Linked DNA regions of Mus musculus: regions 2, 3 and 4 are each linked to region 1. The links are chromatin contacts, called in public ChIA-PET, Hi-C and HiCAR-type maps. All regions are on one chromosome and are shown on one strand. The core of a region is the stretch at or near the end of the contact, and the rest is flanking DNA. Distances in the headings are between cores, read along the strand shown.

Evidence for each region. A called contact is a pair of places that touch in the nucleus more often than the background predicts. ChIA-PET counts read pairs in DNA pulled down with a chosen protein or histone mark. HiCAR-type assays count read pairs that join an accessible place to other places.
Region 2: a contact with region 1 is called in an RNA polymerase II ChIA-PET map of memory CD8 T cells, with 60 read pairs. The contact joins the promoter of Kcnmb4os2 here to the promoter of Cct2 in region 1. A contact is called at or near these places in 1 of 39 promoter capture datasets (embryonic stem cells), 2 of 484 Hi-C or Micro-C datasets (CD4 T cells and cerebral cortex), 7 of 115 datasets of contacts at active chromatin or transcription factors (the 230-238 cell line, astrocytes, embryonic forebrain and 4 more) and 1 of 9 other capture datasets (liver).
Region 3: a contact with region 1 is called in a HiCAR-type map of astrocytes, with 2.5 times the contacts expected there. The contact joins the promoter of Slc35e3 here to the promoter of Cct2 in region 1. A contact is called at or near these places in 1 of 39 promoter capture datasets (pre-B cells) and 1 of 115 datasets of contacts at active chromatin or transcription factors (astrocytes).
Region 4: a Hi-C map of cortical neurons shows a contact between it and region 1, with 4 times the contacts expected there. The contact joins the enhancer-like site here to the promoter of Cct2 in region 1. A contact is called at or near these places in 4 of 484 Hi-C or Micro-C datasets (cortical neurons, embryonic stem cells and pro-B cells) and 1 of 115 datasets of contacts at active chromatin or transcription factors (pro-B cells).

Annotation. Positions count from the first base shown.
Region 1 is chr10:117,062,433-117,065,341 of GRCm38.p6, forward strand. Cct2 (chaperonin containing Tcp1, subunit 2 (beta)) reads right to left here and starts at 1,420. Exons shown (of 16, transcript NM_007636.3): 1 at 1,274-1,420; 2 at 544-618; 3 at 385-450. The coding sequence starts at 1,276.
Region 2 is chr10:116,471,653-116,474,752 of GRCm38.p6, forward strand. Kcnmb4os2 (potassium large conductance calcium-activated channel, subfamily M, beta member 4, opposite strand 2) reads left to right here and starts at 1,511. Exons shown (of 3, transcript NR_130644.1): 1 at 1,511-2,735; 2 at 2,833-2,981. It overlaps Kcnmb4 (potassium large conductance calcium-activated channel, subfamily M, beta member 4), which reads right to left and starts at 1,871. Exons shown (of 3, transcript NM_021452.1): 1 at 1,534-1,871. The coding sequence starts at 1,869.
Region 3 is chr10:117,744,504-117,747,730 of GRCm38.p6, forward strand. It overlaps Slc35e3 (solute carrier family 35, member E3), which reads right to left and starts at 1,855. Exons shown (of 5, transcript NM_029875.2): 1 at 1,282-1,855; 2 at 382-492. The coding sequence starts at 1,683.
Region 4 is chr10:117,674,290-117,677,109 of GRCm38.p6, forward strand. Cpm (carboxypeptidase M) reads left to right here. Exons shown (of 9, transcript NM_027468.1): 7 at 1,651-1,803. Among named protein-coding and RNA genes, the nearest start is that of Gm25709, 13 kb to the left of the region's middle. Within about 2 kb of position 1,537, at least 87 of the 459 cell types and tissues checked have an H3K27ac peak or open chromatin away from gene starts, as enhancers often do. A contact at or near this core is called in cortical neurons, where this site is marked.

The DNA.
Region 1 (2,909 bases), core at 170-2,669:
AAAATATGTAACATGATAAACTTACCTATAAGTGAACAGAAAAATACCAGCTACAGTGTACTTAGATATAATAATAAATAAATCTAAAAAAGAAAAAGAAAAAAAGAAAAAAGAAAAGAAAAATACCAGCAAGTTTTGTAAATGGTAACACTTGCTGCCACTGGAGAGGGATGTGAGATTGGGGATGGTAACACAGGAGAACGGTTTATAATTTGTAAGTTTTAGATTAAAAAACATAAATAAGAACATTGTTACTATCTACATTTACACCAAAGGCTTTAAACCATTATTAAAATTTTGGCCAGCCACTACTACGCAAGACCGCAGGAAAGCAAAATTAGAAACAAACAAAAGAAACTTCTAAAAATTCCCTATCTTTCTTACCATGCCCTTCGGTCCCAAAGTGCTCTTCACCAAGTCTCCAATGGCGATGGCACCGATAAACGACGACTTAAATTATAAAAGAAAAATCAGAAAAGGCGGTCAGAATTTACCCTCACAAAGCGTTGGATTTTATCATTTAAAAGCAACAGACGGGCTTACCAGGCGAGCTGTCTCGGCCCTCTCTTCATCAGCTCCAGCCTTGAAGATATTAACAGGTGCGAGGGAAAGGGAAGCCTAAGAGAGGAAGCCAACACACGCCGTTTGAATGCCAGTACTCGTTAACACCCGTCCAGGGCCTCTCACTAGATCGGGAAGTAGATTATCTAAAGGAAAATTGGTTTACCATCTAATTTCAGGAATCCGTCCTGGGAGTGGGGTATTTACTTAAATGGGGAGAGGGACGCTCATATGGGCGCCAGGAATAAATCATCACACCGACCCACTGGTCTGAATGGCAAAACTAAAGGCAACATTGGGCCGGTCGAGCACGGACCAACATAGCTACCTAGCTACCCTCCATCTTCCGCAGGCAAGCACGGCCACTCGCCCTTCCAGCCCCGCCCCGAAGAGGGCGGAGCCAGCAGGTCCTGCTAGAAACTTCTTCACTTGGGGTGAGGACCGGGGGTCGCCAAGGTCCCCTAGCCGAGAAACAGCCCTGATCTTACAAAGAGATGCTGACTTAGTGTGCGTTCCCCCTTCCCGTCCCGCGCGGAGAGCTCGGTCACCCGGTCCCACGCAGGCCTCATGCCCGGCCCGAGCCATGTGCGGAGGGGCCAGGAGGCGGCCGCTCGGAGCCTGCGACTCCGGTTAGACAAGAGGACCAGCGGGGCGGCAGGACACAGCGGGGCGGAGCAGGGAGCCTAAGTCCTTGGCCGAAAGCTAGGCTCACCATGGTTCCGACGGATTCCGCGTAGAGGAGAGAACCCCTCACAATCCGCGCCGGGAAGCCAGGCCGGGGAAAGAGAGAAAGGCGGAAGTGACGACACGCTCCGCCGCGGGGGGCGGAGCCGGACGCACGGGTTTCCGCCTCCTGCGTGGCGGGCTGGGCCGGAAGCGTAGCGGCTCGCTGGAGAAGGGGCGGGACCTCAGTTGGTGGCGGAAATCATTGAGCTGTGGGCGGGGCTAGGGGCGGGGCCAGGGGCGGGCTGCTTTAGAATAGAACTAGAGAACAAAGAGACAATGTACCGCGCGGGTTGCCGCGGAAACCAAGTTCCTGCTGACATATATTTTTAAAATATAATCTTTCAAAATTTGTTTTAAGGTCAGACGTACATTTTCAAGTGTTGCACACTAATCATTTCTATTATTTACCCTTCCTGGAGGCAACCATTCCCATTTTCGTGCTTATTTTTTCCTTTGGGAAAGTTATTTATCAATAGATTACTAAATGATTTTTTTATAAAGGAGTCTTCATTTAATCTTTCAGACATGATCTGACTGTGTAGCTCTGGCTTAGCTCGGAACTCACGTTGTGGACCCAGGCTGGCCATTCTGGGATGCTGCTTCTGCCCTACCTCAGCTTCATTTGTTTTCTCGGGGGGGGGGGGGGGCACCCTAATATAACTTACATGACTTCAAAGCAGAGATCAAGTCCTAAATATTCCAGTTTATCAAAAATAGTTTTCTCGGGAGCTGGAGCTATGGCTCAGCGGTTAAGAGCACTGACTGCTCTTCCAGAGGTCCTGAGTTCAATTCCCAGTAACCACATGGTGGCTCACAGCCATCTGTAATGGGATCTGATGCCCTCTTCTGGTGTGTCTGAAGACAGCTACAGTATACTCATATAAATAATAAATAAATAAAACCTTTAAAAAAATTAGTTTTCTCGGGCTGGCGAGATGGCTTAGCAGTTAAGAGCACTGATGGCTCTTCCGAAGGTCCTGAGTTCAAATCCCAGCAACCATAGGTTGGCTCACAACCACCTGTAATGAGATCTGATGCCCTCCTCTGGTGCGTCTGAAGAGTCAGCTACAGTGTACTTATGTATAATAATAAATAAATCTTTGGCTCAGAGCGAGCAGGAACTGAGTGGAGTTGACCAGAGCAAGCTGAGGTCCTAAAAATTCTATTCCCAAGAAGGCTCGCAACCATCTGTACAGCTACAGTGTACTCACATAAATAATCTTTTAAAAAAAGAGAGAAATGGTTAAAACATACATAGTCTAGGGAAAAGCCCCAAAACTAATGCAAAAAAAAAAAAAAAGTTTTCTCGGCGCTAGCGAGATGGCTCAGCGGTTAAGAGCAGTGGCTGCTCTTCCTGGGGTGCAGAGTTCAATTCCCAGAAACTCCATGGAGACTCACAACCATCTAATGCCCTCTTCTGGCATGCAGGTATACATGCAGATAGAGCACTCATTCATATATATATATATATATATATATATATATATATATATATATATTACATAAATCATTTTTTAAAAGATTTCTCTTGGAATTGGAGAGATGGCCGAGGGTTAAGAGAACTGACTGCTCTTCCAGAGGTCGAGTTCAATTCCCAGCAACCACGTGGTGACTCACAAACA
Region 2 (3,100 bases), core at 261-2,760, 590 kb before region 1:
ACCAACTATGACTACACCTGTATGGCAAACTACAGAGCACCTTCCAAATCACTAAGTTACTACTTGACACCTTTCTTAGATATTTTTCACTTAATTCTGATTTTTACAATGCTTTCTCAAAGCCACCAGACCTCTTATTAAATTCTCAAGCACTATGCAGATTAACCCACATCTGTTTTTGAGACCGATCACTTCGGCAAGACCTTGGTCCTTAGAGACTGGATTCCAAATGTTCACGTCTACACTTACTGTTCTTGGATTAGCTCCATTTTTAAAAGCAAACGAGCCTCCGTGCACTAGCGGGAGACTTTTCCATTGAGGAGTCCATCATATGTTCAAAGACTAGTTTCTTCTAACTTTCCAAATAAGTGAGTTACGCCCGAGTTTCTCTGCACAGCGGTAGTGATCTTGTTTAAAATAATGAATTCCGATTAATCTATCTGGTCACATTTAAGAGAACATGTTCCTGCACGCACAGGACTCATTTTCTTTGGAATGATTTCTGCTTGTCTTCCAGCACAGCCCCCAGGAAGTACAAGGACTCAGTAACTTGAATATATATACACACCTTCAGCTGGCAGCAGAAAGGAACACAGGCATCAAAGAACCCTCCTGCAGAAGCAGGCACACTGCAAGGCTCAATTAGTTCACGGACTGGGGACACAGCTTTTTATAAGTGCTTTCCTACCCCGGGGAAGTTTTCTGAGTCTCCCTCTCTGCTCTCCAGAGGCTAGAAAGTCCTAACCAGGTTTTATCTATTTTTTTCCCTCTTTTTTTTTTTTTTTCCTCCCCTGTAACAACAAAAGAAGTTGTCAGGAAACCGCTGCTTGGTATATGTCATCAAGGGCTTTCTATTTTCGGTAAGTTGTTCTCCTACTTACTCCTTAGTTACAGCTTCTCATTGTGCCCAAACACTCAGAGTGGTTAGGACCCTTCAGCCTCCACCACCAGCACCAAGCAAACCAACCCGACCTCATCAGAATCTCTTCTTGGATTCCTCCTGATGGCTGTTGACCCCACCCTCACCATCCCAAGTCTATCTGTAGACCTCAAGTTAAAAACTTCAGTTTAGAACTAAAATTCAAAAGTCACTTAAGATACTTTCCAGAAGCGAAGAGACCCCTTTAACCTCTCAAAGAAGGGAGTTCTTGAGCCCCATAGAAGCTCAGGCCATATACTGGAGTACCTGGGTCCTGGGCTATCCCATGGCTACATTGGAAGGAAAAGTTAACTTTCTTTGCTCCTTGAGTTTAGGCAACCCCTTCCCGCAGGCGCTGGACCTGGGGTGGTCCGGAGCTCAAAAAAATCTAAGAACAGAAAAGATCTGTTTGCAGAGAGGCTCGCGTACCACCGCCCAGTAGGCAAACACACCCCGAGGTCTGGAGCCCTGGGCTCCAGGGATGCGTGCATGCACCTCATGCCTCCCTCGCATCAACTCCGAGCGAGGACAGTGCACTCGATTCTTCCCCTGGGGTCTAACCGGGACGTTGGCCCCGAACCTGCACTGTTAGGCGGGAGCTCCCGCGCGCTTACCTTGGGGTTGGTCAGGAGCTGGTGCTGGTCGCTGTGTAGCAGCGCCCTGGAGTTGGACTCGGAGTTGTTCACGTACACCTGGACGCAGGGATACTGCGAGGTGCCCCTGCAGTCGGTGCCACAGGTGAAGGTGCACTCGAACACCTCGCCGATCTGCTGCACCGACAGCACGGTGCAGTTGGCCGCCGTGGCTTGCAGATCCTGCAAGGCGGGACTGAGCCAGCAGAAGCCGAAGATGAAGAGCGACAGGATGCCGGAGACGATGAGGAACAAGCCGAGCCGGATGCTCTTGTCTTCGGCTTCCGTGTACTCGTAAGACACCCTGAGCTTCGCCATCGCCCCCCACTCTCCACGGCTGGCGCGCTCCCCGCCCCCTCCCGCCCCCGGCGCCGAGCTCAACCGCCTCGGGCGGGAGGAGCCGCCGCCGCCGCCGCGCGACAGCAGGGGAGTGGGCGGCGAGGGGGCGCGCGCGAGAACAAAGGGGCCGAGGCCGGCGACGCCCCCGGCGGCGGCGACGGCGCTGCCCGAGGCCGGGCTCCCGGGTGCCACCGCCGCCTCACAGCGTCCGGCACCCCGGGGCTCCCCGAGCCCGCCCCCGCCCCCGCGCGCTCCGCGCCCCGCGCCCGCCTCCCCGCGCGCGCCGCCCGCCTGCCATCGCCGCGGCCGAGCGCCCGGCGCCCCGACGCTGGGAGCGACTGGGCTGCTGAGCCCTGGCTCCGCGTTGAGCGAGGCTGCTCCTCCCCGCCCTGGGCGCCGCCGCCCCGCCCCGCCCCGCGCCGCGCCCCGCAGCTCCCGTGGGCGAGCACCCGGGCCGCCGCGAGCTGCTCTCGGAATCCTCGCCAGATGCAACCTGGAGAGATGGCGGAGACGGTCGAGGCGAACGCTTAGCACCGAGGGAGCGTGGCTGGGGAGAAAGTTAAAAGAGAGAAAAAAAAAATTTTTTTAAGTGGGGGAGGATGGCGTGAGCGTGCGAAGCGGGAATCTTCAAACTCCGATCCGGGGAGCTGCGGGGCAGCAGGCGCACCGGCAAAGGGAGCTCCGGTGGCGGCGAGCGACAGAGGGCACCGGCGCGGACGCGGGGGGATGCCCACAGGCGAGCGGCCGGGAGCCGGAGGTCCCCGCGGATCCCACGCCGCCACCGGGACCGTGCAGGCTAACACGATTGGAGCCTTGAGCGTCGGTGGACTTTCCTGGAAAAATAGGTGCCAGACAGCGGGAACGACCCCTAGGGGGTGGACGCAAACAGGTGGCAAAGCCTGGCCTCGGGCTGGTGAGAGCAGACTCTGTTGGCCTCTTTAGGAATATTGCCACCCTTAGCTGGCCCTGAGATTTGCAGGTGAGCTTTTTCTGGAGCTCTGTGCAAGGCGACCGCGGCTTGCAGACACTTTGGAACTCCACCCTATCGATGTACACCTTTATTCAGCCTCTATTCTCCTGACTTTTCCTTTGTAAGTTTAAATTTGCTTTTTACCTACATTTTTTTAAAGATCATAAAACCAAACTTGAGAACTGTTTAGAGCTGCGTTTGGAAGAATAAAGTTGTTGTTGTTGTTTTAACCCTCCTTTT
Region 3 (3,227 bases), core at 605-3,104, 680 kb after region 1:
AAATATGCACATCTGAATTTTTTTCATGTTCAAAAGTTTGGAAGTGTGTGTGTTTCACCCAAGTGACTTTATAATCAAAGAGTAAATGACACATGCGACCGATGAACTTAGGAAGCAAAACCTTACTGCTCATTTTGTGAAGACTTCCAAGAAGTTTGTCCCCAGCTGCGCTTAAGCAGGGGTACCGTGCGCTTACAATTGGACACTTGGTGGGCATCGCACACCTGAGCTGCTGTCTCCTCTGCTCTCGTCACCTCCTCAGTTACGCTTTCTTCTCATGTCTGTTGTCTCTATACTTGTAGTCTCTAAACCTTGGGTTACAGCTTCAAAATTTACAAAGTCTACTAAAAAGGCACAAAAAGAAAAAAAAAAGTTACCAACCACTTGATAAAGGGACGTGACTACCACACCAAGGGCGGCAAACACCATTCCAAGCGAATGAAACTTCACATCGTAATAAGAATTTAGGATTACACCTACAGTAATAGGAATCTGCAAAGACAAAGAGGCAAATGCTGTGAGATTAAATTCAAGAATGATGTCTTACAACACTAAGGAAACATAACAGTGGGGCTGGGGTGGGGGAGCACTGTAAGTTTTCTTTGGGGAAAACTGCCAATCCTTCTCTACAGAGATTCACATACAACTCTACATCTGGAAGAAAATATGAATCCGTGCGTTGTGCTTTGTAAGGAAACAGGACACACATTTACAGGGAATAAAATAATCCCCCAAACCAGTACTTAACACATAAGCATAAACAAGGAAGGAGGAAAGCATTATGACTGGAAAAACGAAAAAACCACTAAGTGCTAATGTTATTTTAACGAATCTCCTTTTATGTAAACACAAGGCACCCCAGCAGTGTGCCACTGAAGGTGTATTCCGAGGTATTTTATGCTAAACCATTTCATGTTTATCACTTCTGGTTCGATTTCCTGGGGATATTCTTTTCTTTCCAGGTTGAGCTTTCGCAGATATCCTGACACACTGAACTGTTCCATTAAGGCAGCTCTCTCCCTCATCAATCCCAGCAGTTAAAGATTTCTATCAGGAACACACCCATTTACTAAATAGCAGCGGAGTGTCGAGATGGCCTTTTCCACCCCTCCCCAAACAAGCTTCTTATAAGGGCCTGGCTCGTGTGTGGAGTAAAGATTATGGGAATGGGCTTCCGTCGTGCCAGGCTATAAGCAAGGTGTATTCAGTTTTCCCGGGGAGAAAGGCAGCCAGGTAGCTGGGCAGGGACAGGCTCGCGCAGCGGCAGCGGCAGCTACTCACCAGCGTGAGCTGTATTCTGACGGAGAATCTCTTCTGGTACCAGAAGGTTTGGATGGCTATGATCACCGGCGTGGTCATGGCCTTGGCCAGCTGATAGGTGCCTATGGTGTTGTTCTGCAGAGAAAGGTTGGTGAAGACCACAAAGCCACAGAAGCTGAGGGCCAGGAGGAGGAGCTTGGAGAGCGGCAGACTTTTGGGGGCAAAGATGTTCAGTTTCTGGCAGATGTACAAGCCCAGCCAGGTGACCACGAAGTGCACCAGGGTCAGGCTCATGTTGGGGAAGCCGTGGTGTACATAGATCCATTTGTTGAGGAACACGATGCAGATGGACACCAGCAGGTTGAACAGGAGCCCGGCGGCGATGCGCCCGTTGCCCCGGACCCGGTCCGCCAGCGATGCCATGATGCCCGCCGGCTGCGGAGCAGCGTCCTCGGCCGAGCCCGGGCTGTCCAGCCTCCCCGCGGGGCGCTCGGACGCTCTCCCGCTGTCCCGGCTCTCCGCCGCCGCGCGCCCGCAGCCGCCCGCTCCACGGTCCGGCCGGAGACAGGCATGCGCCAGCCGGGTCCCGGTCGCTGCGCCGCGAGGTAATAGGCCGCCGCCCTCCGAGCGGGTCCGCCACGGCTCCTCCCAGCCCCGCCCCCGCGCAGCCACGTGATTCCGCCGCGCAGGCGCGCTCGGCGCTCCGCTGGGTTGCTTAACTCGGCTGGAGGGAAGCCCTTGGCTCCCAGGGAAGATTAGTTTCTGTGGCCGATTCCCCGACTTACTGGGAGGCGCAGATTCCCCGCCAGTTTTACTCTCCACGTTGCTGAGCTGTTTTAATCCTCTGAAGGGGGGCAGAGCATTACTTACTGAAAGCATATTTTAAAATATCTTTAAAAGTCTAAACAGGCCGGGCGGTGGTGGCGCACGCCTTTAATTCCAGCACTCAGGAGGCAGAGGCAGGCGGATTTCTGAGTTCGAGGCCAGCCTGGTCTACAGAGTGAGTTCCAGGACAGCCAGGGCTATACAGAGAAACCCTGTCTCGAAAAACCAAAAATAACCGTCTAAACAGGTAAGAGTGGATGGACAACTAACTGTCGTCTACTGTAGATTTAAACATATTTTGGCGTATTTGCCTCGAAAAACTTTAAACCACAGAATTTTTTACCCACGAAGTTTTTTTTTTTTTTTAGTAAAACCTAAGAAGCAAGTACATTTACCTGTATGCCCAAGATATTAATTGCACTTCTAAGAGGCATATTATAGTAGCAAGCATGCAGTCCAGTTTCAAAGTTACAGAGCTGGAGAGGAAGTGAAAAATTATATATTTTTGGTTTTGTTTTTCGAGGCCGAGAACTCATTCAGGCTAGACTCGATCTCAATATTCACTTTTATTCACACTGTTACAATATGAGAGTGGTATTTCTCATCTGCAAACGTCAAATACCAACTCAAAGTCTGTCCACACTGATTGAAAACGTGGACCCCCCACTTTTACAATGTTACAGGGATTAAATAGAGCAGACTTGGAAGTCTCTACAGAGCTAAGGATGACACAGAACGGATCTCCCTGCTTCCACCCATTGAAGTGTCACATGCCTTGCAACTAATGTGTAGTTTTAAGTTTTGGACACTATTTCATAGGTTTTTATGATCTGTTTGCTTATGTCTCTGCCCGTTTTCTCCAGGATACCGTTTTTTTCTAATTGGCACTGAAAAGAAGGTCTTTGCATCAGAGGCACAAGAGACTCTTTGATGAATTTTCCACAGTTAATTACGTGTGTGTGTGTGTGTGTGTGTGTGTGTGTGTGTGTGTGTGTGTGTGTGTGTGTATGGGTGCCTGTGTGACGGTCAGAGGATAACTCGGAGTCAGTTCTCTCCGTCCACCAGATGGACTGAATTCATGCTGTAGGGTTTGGGAAGCAAGCACCTTTACCAGATGCCGTCATATCAGCTACGTTCCTCTT
Region 4 (2,820 bases), core at 287-2,786, 610 kb after region 1:
ATTGCTGGGACAAAGTGCCTGACAGAGCATCATTTACCTTACACTTGCATGATTGGTAGAAACAGGGGAAACAGAGGTCACTGGGAGACCAGGGACAGATGCCACCTGCTAGCCCTATCACTGTGGCCCTGCCTCTGCCAGGAGCAGCCAAGGACTGAGTGCCCAGACACATGATCCTATGGAAGGGCATTTCACATTCAAACCAGATCAGATACTGTGTGTAATAAGGTGTAATCTACTTCCTTCAAAGTTACTATAGGGCTGATGGTGTGGCTTGGTGGTGGACCACTGAACTGGTATAATGAGATTCTGGCTAGAGCTCAGTATATATTACAGAAAGAGAAGAGGAGTGGGGGGGGGGGGGACTTCATTTCATCAAATCTAAGCTGTCATTCGTATAAAATATAACATACCACCAGGAAATAAAATCCTCTCTGTTAAATACACATTTTTCAGACATGAAATTTTAAGACACATAAATCCAGAGATGTCATATACGAAATTTCATGCCCTGTAAAATACACAGTAACTATAACCCTTTGAATTTAGGGTCTCCTAATGTCAAAGAATTATAAAGCACACAAGAGCAGTGACAGCTGGAAGCCACACGCACCTGTGTCTGAGCCTTCCTAAAGTCAGTAGCATCTTCTCTGAGTCTCAGAGACATCTTGTCATAAAGAAGACCAAAGCCACAAGGCTGCACCCTGCTCTCTGCCACCCATGGGCAGGAGTCCCTGGACCTGCTGCCCTCAAGGACTGTTCAGACAGATTCCATGAGATGGCATAAAGATCTTAGGAAAGAATCTAAAAAAACAACCCCTGAAAACTCAGTAATATAAACATTATTATTATTCCTCTAAAACCAGTGTCTCTGATTTTAGTTTAATTAATTTTATAGTTTACAGAAATATTTTTAAAGATCTGCTTTTTTCGTTTTGTTTTTTGTGTATGCGTGTATGTTTGTGTGAGTCTATGCCACATGTGTGCAGGAGACCAAAAGAAAGGGGTCAAATCCCCTGGCCTGGAGCCACCTGATGCGGGTACTGGGCACCGAACTCAAGTTTGCTGGGAAAGTACCAGTATCCGTCTTTCCAGCCCTACAGAAATACTTTAAAAAACAATCATATTCTGCTGTCTTTCCCAGCCTGTTTATCCCACTACCTTTTTGCAGTAGAGTCAATAAACTAAATTTTCCTTTTTGCAATATTTTTAACTTAAAATGTCTTTGAGAACATGAGTGCCCCATTTACACCGTGTCCTGTCCTCCTCTGAACCTCTTCTTAAAAACAGCCTGTACCCACATAAAATGTAGCCTCTACCCTCTAACCACGCCCCTACTCCTTTCTAGTTAGAATGCAATTTAAGGGGGAGGGGTGCTCTTGAAATGTAGGATTTTAAGGGAGGGGGAAATCATTTCCCATCTCTGACTTAATTTTGGTGCATAACTGAGTTTCAGTCAGCTGCACCCCAGCTACCTCACGGGACCCCGTGTCTGTCTGATCACGTGATGAGTTGTGAAGCCCCACGTGACGGATGTGTTAATTCACAGCCAATGCCTCTTTTTCTCATTCGCTCGTCTCCCGGGCACGTGATACTTGGCTCCCTTCCACCACTGGTCCTTAACAAAAATGAGATGTGCTTGCTTTGCAGGGGGAATGCAAGATTACAACTACATCTGGGCCCAGTGCTTTGAAATTACCCTGGAGCTGTCGTGCTGTAAATATCCTCGCGAGGAGAAGCTGCCGCTCTTTTGGAACGATAACAAAGCCTCTTTGATCGAATATATAAAACAGGTGCACCTAGGTTTGTGTCCTATATCTTCTTGTTAACACTCACAGCGTGGGTAGAACCTTTGCGTCGAGCATATACAAAACCTCCTCCGGGGACTTGGGGCTGGACCTGGTTTTCTATGCCAGGACTAAGGGTTTGAATTCTCAACGTGTTATCTACAGTGTGTGAGAGATGCTAGGCTTAGCTGTTCGTTCGTAAGAGAGGATGAGTCACTTGTTTTGAGGGCGTAAAAGCCCAGAGTTCCCCCAATTTTACATATGGAATGATATGCAAATCTGGCAAAAAGATCAGGAAAACCGGATGTACTCTTGCAACATCTTCAATCAGAAGCCTAGTTGTAGCCCGCTGCGTGGCTCTGCAGGTAAATGCGCCTGCGCCAAGCCTGGTGCCCTCCGTTCATCCTGGGAGCCCACAGGGTGGAAGGAGAGACCTGACTACTGTCCTCTGACCTCCAAACTCTTATGCCATAGAGCACGGGGGCCTCCCCAAGACAATAAATATGTAAATAAGCAAATGTAAAAATTTGAAAATAAAACCGAGTGCTGCCGGCACCTTTATAACATTACAAACATATCATTGGCTCCCTCCACCTTACGTAATCACCGTGCTGGGTCCTTGGTTGTTATTCTGACATTTCAGTTTCCGCTGGCCTTTTCCCGTGAGTCCTGGAATAACTGAACCATCATCCATTAAGGCTCTCCCGATACTGATTCTTTAGTAAGTCACTCTGAATTCTTTTGTGAAGTCACCCTTCGTCACTATCATCAAGGAGGTGTAACAAGACATGAATATGTCTCTGCCCCTCGCTGCCCTCTCTGTCGCCTTTTAATCTAGCCATCGGGATGATGGGATGATCCACAGAGCGCTGAATCAGGGCCAGCTTCGCATGCCATGTTTAATACGGTATTAGTGTGCAGAAGCTGTGCAGCCCGATAAATAATAAGTAATAAATAATAGCATAAGCATCGTTGGCAATGGTATATTGAGTTTATGAGTCCATTTAATTAGGCCGTATCAAGAATATTTTTC